Regions from separate parts of the Danio rerio genome. Here region 2 is linked to region 1. The links are chromatin contacts, called in public HiChIP or PLAC-seq maps. All regions are on one chromosome and are shown on one strand. The core of a region is the stretch at or near the end of the contact, and the rest is flanking DNA. Distances in the headings are between cores, read along the strand shown. Region 1 overlaps pard3ab (par-3 family cell polarity regulator alpha, b). Region 2 has its middle 21 kb from the start of itgb1b.

Region 1 (3,975 bases), core at 763-3,262:
CTGTAAAAAAATGGCCTAGATTTCAACTGTAAAAAACTGTAAAAATGCTACAGTACAAATCCGTAACCTGGTAAACGGTATGTTTCCTTAATATATGCGGCGAATAACCGTAAATTGACTTTCCCACAATTCCCTGCATGGCACATAACTTTTTATGCATTTTGTTGACACTAATATGGATCTTTTTAGTTGTTTCCCCATCAGTTATGTACATTATAGATTTATGTTACATCTAATGTTGATAAACAATGTTTATTTCATGACTTTAATTTTATGCGTGTTACCATACTGGTGTTTAGTAGCTGTGTATATGACTCTGAGAACCTTCTATATGCTGATTAAGGGTGTCACGATCCTCCAAATCCTCGATTCGATTACATTTTCGATTCTAAAGGCACGATTCGATTCGATTTTTGATTATGAATAATTAATTAATGACCAATTAATTATTTGTAGCCTACCGTTTAAACTACCTGACCTGGATGGTCTTTGTTTTACCCATAAACAAATCATACAGTAAATGAATAAAGGCAAGATACAGACATAATTACCACCTGTCAATCACTTTTTCTGCGGGACTCTTGAATAGGCAGTGATCTGTGTCATTATAATGGCGTCGGTAAAAAAGACGCACAACCAACAGGAACCAGCCAACAGTATCTGAGGTGTTCGCTAAAATGACAAAGTACAAGTGAGTGAAAGATTGAAGCAGTCCTCTGACTGCCTGGACCTGCTGTCTCGAGCGCAAGGCTGTGTGTGCGTCTGTGTCTGTGGTCACGTGATGTGCATTTTCAGAGGTATAGAGGAAGGAAGGCTGCTCAGAAATGCTACACGCCATTGTGGATGTCAAATCGTTGTCGTTCTAAAATGCCATTTAAAAACAAAGACAGTGTAAACAGGGCCTGAGTGTACTTTTCGCGAGCAGATTTGCAACGGGGGCGGACAGAGGATGGCGATGCCGGTGTTGTCTATCGGACGAACCGTACGTAATATGTACATAGCAGAGCTTGCAAAACTGTGTTTTTTTTGTCGACAACACGAACGTTGTCAACATAACTCACTGGAAATCCAAAATGCTTACACACCGGCGACTTCATTGAAAGAGGAGAGGGTTTAATTTTTGTCGACGGGTCTCCTGCTTCTGCAGTTTAACAAGCACTTCAACAAGCCTGTTTTTTTCTGACGTGACATGGGGGCGTGGCAGCATCGACGATTCTATTTTTTGATTCGATAATCGAAATTGAGCATAAATTTCTATCGATTTCGATTAAAAATCAAAATCGTGACACCCCTAATGCTGATACTCTTTTCTGCTTGTGGGAAAAGTTGATTGTGATGAGCATTGGCTCATTATGTAACTTCCTCATCACTACCTGCATGTGGGTGTGCTAACGTATCTAACTGTGCAACAAAAGATGTGTAGATGTTGGTCATTTAAAATTCAGACATATTACCTCTATAAATTAATAAAAAACGGTAGTTTACCGTAAAAATGAGAAATTACTTTTACGGTTTGTACCGTGTTTTTAATGGTAAAGTACTGGCAACCACAGCTGCTGTTTTTTTACCGTAAATTTTAGGGTTTATTTTTTACAGTGTACTACATGAAGCTAAATCTGATGGGACACGTGATTGTGTGTTCTTGTGCTGTTCTTGAAATATAGTTCATCCAAATAGGTTTTTCAGCCTTATCAATCTATCCAGCAGAAGGTGAACTGTGGTCTCATCTTCTTTGCTCTGAGTCATTTGATCAGTTATGGATAAACTAGACTGCAGGTCACAGTGCTAGTGTGTATGTCAGATTGAGATGCGTCCCAACAGATTGTGAAGCTCAAAGATCACAGCCTTTTAAAGAGAGGAAACAAATATCCTCACAGGAAGAATACAAATGTTCTCATGGGAACTTCCTGTTAGCACTTTTGGCGCTCACAAAGTTCTGCTGACCTCCAGTGTGTTTGCAAGAGGTGATTTGTGTCGGTGGGTCAGTGAGTTCTTGTTTTTAGAGTCATTGTGAAATGCTTGGAGGGATTTCTCAACGCCATCCAGCTGTAATGCTACTGTGTTTTGTGAGTGTGTGTAATACATGAGGTGTCATGTTTGTTTGGGAAACCCGTAAAGAATTACCCAAGCCTGTGAGGAACAGCACTGCAGTGTTATTTGTAATGCTAAAGTTCATTGATGTTTGGAATATTTGAAGCAGCAAGAAACATATACACATCCTCTCTGCAGCCAAATACATATCTTCATACATCTTTCTACTTCATCTACATTGTTTTTCTCCCTCGTTTTCTTCTCTGCACTGCCCTTTTGCTTCCATACTGAAGTAAATGTCATGTAGGATTCCACCACAATAGAGGGTGTGTGTGTGTGTGTTTAAATAGAAAATTAAGACATTGTTTGTTTACTCTGTATACTTTTAGATGTACCTTTACAGGCAGTACATCTTAATTGGTACTTTAAAGGTGTTCAATCAAACTATTACAATTATACACTGTAAAAAAAGGCTGGGTTCCACACAATCGATTTGTGTTGGGACAGCATGAAGGAATTAAGTTAACTTGTTAGTTTTTACAAATTCAAGTGTACTGAACATGAAACAATTAAGTTGTCCCCCAAATAAGCTCAAGAACTGTGTCATTTCAGTTCATTATAAACAAGTAGTTTGAACAAACAGAGTGTATGTGAATATAATTATTACAATGCAAATTTGTTGGAGAACAGTTTCTTTAAAGGTTGAACTAGGAATTGCATTCCTGGATCAAAACAAACACAAGCGCAGGTTGCCAGATTGAGGACCAACAGGATTGAGTCTGACGATCGAGCCTAAAGGCTGATTTAAATCGTGTTCTACATAAAAGCAACGGCAAGCGATAAAAGGTAGGGGTGTCAAAATTAATTGTTTTTTCGGTGCACCACGATGCAAATGCAAACAATTCGGTATCGGTTCAGTAATAATCATAACCGGTTATTATGTACTGACGTAATTTATCTCCTATGCGCTCTGTTGTGAGGGAGGTGAGCACCAGTATTTACAACACTCAGGAGCCAACTTGGGGCCGGCCCGTGGCATAGGCAGTATAGGCAAATGCTAAGGGTGCTGTACATCCAGGGGGGCGCCAGAAATGAGCGCGGTTAAGTTGGTTTTCAATATTCCAGACACATTCAGTTATAGCGGCAATAACTCAAAAACCTCTTACTCTAAAAAGATGTAAAGTGTAAAAATGTTTCTTACAAAAAGACAAAGCTGGTTATGTTTCATAGCTGTCTTTTTCTTTTTCGCTCAATATTATGACCACTGCTCCCTTTAAGCCCTCGCAATATGCGTTAGGCCGGGAGAGCTCACACGTAAGGGACCGTCGGAAAAGTGCTTCTTTTTTCTTTTTTTTTTTGCTCCGCTCAGCGCGAGCTCTCCTGGCTAAACAAATATTGAAAGGGCTTAAGTGTGTGTGTGTGTGTGTGTGTGTGTTTGTTTGTTTGTTTGTTTGTTTGTTTGTTTGTTTAGTGCTGTCTATGTTTGTGAATGAGAGACAGTGTGGTGCTGTGTGTCTGTGTGTTTATACAGATAGCTTGTTATAGCCTCCCCCCAAAATATAACACTATGTATGGAAAGCATCGTCAATGCACCGTGATGCACCGAGATATCGAATTGATCCGAATTGATGGCATGATAATCGTAACCGAACCGAACCATGAGACCAGTATAGGTTGACACTTCTAATAAAAGGAATATTCTCCATATTAAAAGGAGTTTTTTTTCCTCTAACCAACACCTCAAATTGATATATTAGACAGGCTTCTAAGCTTGACAACAGAAAACTGACAATGATCACCCCTGGTACACCTGAGTTTATTCATGTGCTTTATTCAGTGTTAAATGCTAACAATGTGAGTTTGAATGCCATTTTACATGTCATTTATTGCCATATACTAAAAGCAGCTGCAGATAGTTCATCTCAGATCTTGACAATAAAACAA
Region 2 (3,608 bases), core at 515-3,014, 300 kb after region 1:
TATGATATATGAGTACTATCTCATCTGATTAAAAAGGAAAATCTATAAATGGGACTCATGTGTTGAGAGAGAAAACTTTTGAGTGTTTTTCTTGTTTGCTTGTGTCCTTTCGCAGCTTATTTATGTGGGTTTTATGTATCGCTTGGTACATTTGTGGAAGCATTAATTAATAAAAAAGTAACTCGAAGTGAATAAATCTCTATTTTTGGACGAATCGTTGAAATGTTCATTGATCAATGATCAAATGATCATTATCATTAAAATAGGGTCTTATTTTTGTAATTAGCACCATCCTAAAGCTTGTGATTATTCAACACAGATGGTCCATTAGTTATTTAATGTATTTACTAACATGAACTAATAATGAACAATCTTGGACAGCATTTATTAATCCAACATTTACTATTGCATTATTAAAGATGCTAATTGTGCTTGTTAATATTAGTTAAAGCAATGATTATTACAGTGATTAATAAATGCTTTTAATTTTAAAGTATTGCCGTTAATTTTGCTCTCAAGATGAGAAAATGAAGCAAGAAATGTTTTTTTTTTTTTAAATAAACATACATAATTCATATGTGATGGATTAGTTTGTTGGTTGTTGTGGTATAAATAAGAGGCAAATAGAAGGAAATTTGTTGATTACTGATTGTTTACTCCTGATTGTCAATTGTTTGATATGCAGAGCTTTCACAATGTAGAAGAGAATATAAATAGGCTATTTGTTGTTGTCATATATTAATAATGTGTGTGTGTGTGTGTGTGTGTGTGTGTGTGTGTGTGTGTGTGTGTGTGTGTGTGTGTGTGTGTGTGTGTGTGTGTGTGTGTGTGTGTGTGTGTGTGCGTGCGTGCGTGTGGCAGGTTAGCGTAATTAGGCAAGTTATTGTATGACGGTTGTTTGTTCTGTAGACTATTGAAAAAAATACAACTTAAAGGGGCTCATAATTTTGTCTTCAAAACGTTTTTAAAAAAAATAAAAACTGCTTTAATTCTAGCTGAAATAAAACAAATAAGACTTTCTCCAGAAGAAAAAATATTATCAGACATACTGTGAAAAATTCCTTGCTCTGTTAAACATCATTTGGGAAAAATGTAAAAGATTAAAATAATTCTAAGGGGGGCTGATAATTCTGATTTCAGCTCTTTATATGGGACATTCTACCAGAAACATACATTTTTACTCATTAAAAATGTGACAGGGCCTGAACTTACACTTGTTGTGCTCGAAAAATCCTACAAAGCAAGCATAAAATCATAGAATTTAATAATAAAACACTTTGGTCACTGTCAGCTTCTCAATCAAATGGTGTCACTTCCGAGTCATTAAAGCTGTATTCTGTCAGTTAATAAAGAATAAAAACCTGAGAACCAAATTAATGACATATTCCTTTACAGAACAACTCCATCAGTATCAGTAACAAATCAACCGTCAGTAGAAATTATTGCAATAAAAAACTTTTTATTTGCTGTATTTATGTTATTTCAGGGACAGATAATGTTCGTTTCTGGTAGAATGTCACATGTTATGTTAAAACAAACTTTAATTTTGCATGTGACTAATTTTTGGCCTTAACATTAATTTTATATATAAATTATTTTAACACTGCAGAGCCTTTGTAAAGTGATTCAAATCATTCGAATCAATTTGACGACTCATTTGAACCAAAACTTTTTGTTCGACTCGTTCGCCCTGTGAATTGGGTGTAACGTTATTTCCTGTGGGAGGAGGAAGGGTGAGGCTGTGCAGCAAACCCATCTCGCAGTTCACCGACCACACACACATTTTACACACACACCCGGACTGGGGACACGCCGAGAAGGGCGAGCTGGACTCTCTGCCCTAGTTCAGCCATTTATTACCAGCATTATCCACTATTTGACTCTTTTATGCAAGAGAATCGAGCGTTTTTGTACTTTTCAACCAGCTGTTGATTCAAAGTGGACCACGGAAACAAAGCAGACACGGCAACCGGACTGCTGGACCAAACGCGACTTTCCCTGGCAAATGTGGTTTTATTTGTGATTTTCTTGGATGAATCACGCGTGTTAAGGTAAGGAGGATCAATTACCTTATAGACTTTCGTGTCATATCTGTTTGCTGAATTGACTATTTTTAGGTAAACCAGTAATCATTAAAGGGTTTGATCTGGAAAAGTGGTTTAAGGTTAGGAACTTTGGGTGGGGATGTCCTGATCACTTCAAAGAACAGGCGCAGATCTGCTTATAACGTGATTCACAGACAGTGTCCCTCCAGGCTATGTGTTTCCCAGACCGCCTGTTATCTCGGATCTCTCTGTCGCGTCTTCTGTGTCCCCGACATCTGTTGTAATTCGTCTGTTCCAGGCCTCAGAGGGTCCGAGGGGGGCTGTGGTGTTTAACTGGCCCTTGAACAATGCTTTATTTGGAAGTTGCTTGAGTAAATATGCCTCTCTGGGAGGTGAAATGATGTAGCCGCTTTTTGTGTGACTCATGGTCCTGTTTGGGACGGGAAGCATTAAAGCACACTATGATGCGGTGGATGTGATGATGGTATTATTTTGTACAACAACGCTTTATATAGGAGAAGTTTGGGAATAGCACTGGACCAGGACTAAGTATAACTGCATTTTATCTGTGGTAAAGCGCCATGTGATGTGTTGGGAGTATCACAGACAACACCACACCAGTGTGAAATGCTCTAGAGCCAAGTTTACAAGCAAAGATCCCGCAGTGATCTGCATTAAAAACTCACATCCTACATATTCAGGTCACGTGACTGCGTGGAAGAATGTTGTAGTTTTTCTGCCGGATGTGTATTCAGTTATTTGTTTGCCCTTAAGTTTAAAGTAAATTAATAGTCTTTTTGTAAAGTTATGCACATGGTTACAGTCCTATTAGTGTTATAATAAAAGAAGATTTGATGTAGGCTACTGGTGTTTTTATTGGAATAACAGCAGGCCATTACAATGTAAATACAACAGATAAAAGTATAGTACAAACAATACAGAGATTACTTTATTGCCGTAAGCGATACATGACAGTTTAAAAGAAGTGTTTGAGCAATGTTTATTTCTATAGTGCTTTTACAACGTAGATTGTGTTAAAAGCAGCTTATCATAAAAGTTCTAGTAAACTGAAGCTGTGTCAGTCCGGCTTTCAGTGTTTGAGTTCGGTTTGGTGTGGTTTAATTTCACTGCTTAAAGTCTAACAATAGTATAGCAAAAAGGAAGAAAGTAATTATTGTATTGGTGTTATTGGTGAAGTTTGGCCCCCCTCGACGGGGCATCACGTAACAAGCTGGATGTTACCTTTGGTTGGAAACTTTTTGCTTGTTAATTAATAACTGGCTATATTAGAAACGGCGTTGGTGTGTGAAAGCTTTCATGGTGCAGTAGATTAGCAAACACTAAAACAAAAAATGACATACTCATGGATAGGCATGGGCTGGTATAAGTTTGTGATGGTATGATAACCTTGAATAAAAATATCACGGTTTCACAGTATTGTGATTACTGCTCTAAAATAATGTTTTAATTGTCTTAATTCAAACAACACACTTTTTCCACATTAAACCCAATATACAGTATTTCACTTAAGAATTTTTTATATTTTGTAGTTTGCAGTAAACC

What was found. HiChIP or PLAC-seq counts read pairs in DNA pulled down with a chosen protein or histone mark.
Region 2: a contact with region 1 is called in an H3K4me3 HiChIP or PLAC-seq map of embryo, with 4 times the contacts expected there. The contact joins two enhancer-like sites. A contact is called at or near these places in 1 of 18 Hi-C or Micro-C datasets (caudal fin) and 2 of 4 datasets of contacts at active chromatin or transcription factors (caudal fin and embryo).

What each region holds. Positions count from the first base shown.
Region 1 is chr2:46,390,854-46,394,828 of GRCz12tu, forward strand. All of the region lies in intron 2 of pard3ab (par-3 family cell polarity regulator alpha, b), which reads left to right. Among named protein-coding and RNA genes, the nearest start is that of pard3ab, 41 kb to the left of the region's middle. Within about 2 kb of position 2,013, at least 9 of the 62 cell types and tissues checked have an H3K27ac peak or open chromatin away from gene starts, as enhancers often do.
Region 2 is chr2:46,695,922-46,699,529 of GRCz12tu, forward strand. No RefSeq gene overlaps it. Among named protein-coding and RNA genes, the nearest start is that of itgb1b, 21 kb to the right of the region's middle. Within about 2 kb of position 1,765, at least 57 of the 62 cell types and tissues checked have an H3K27ac peak or open chromatin away from gene starts, as enhancers often do.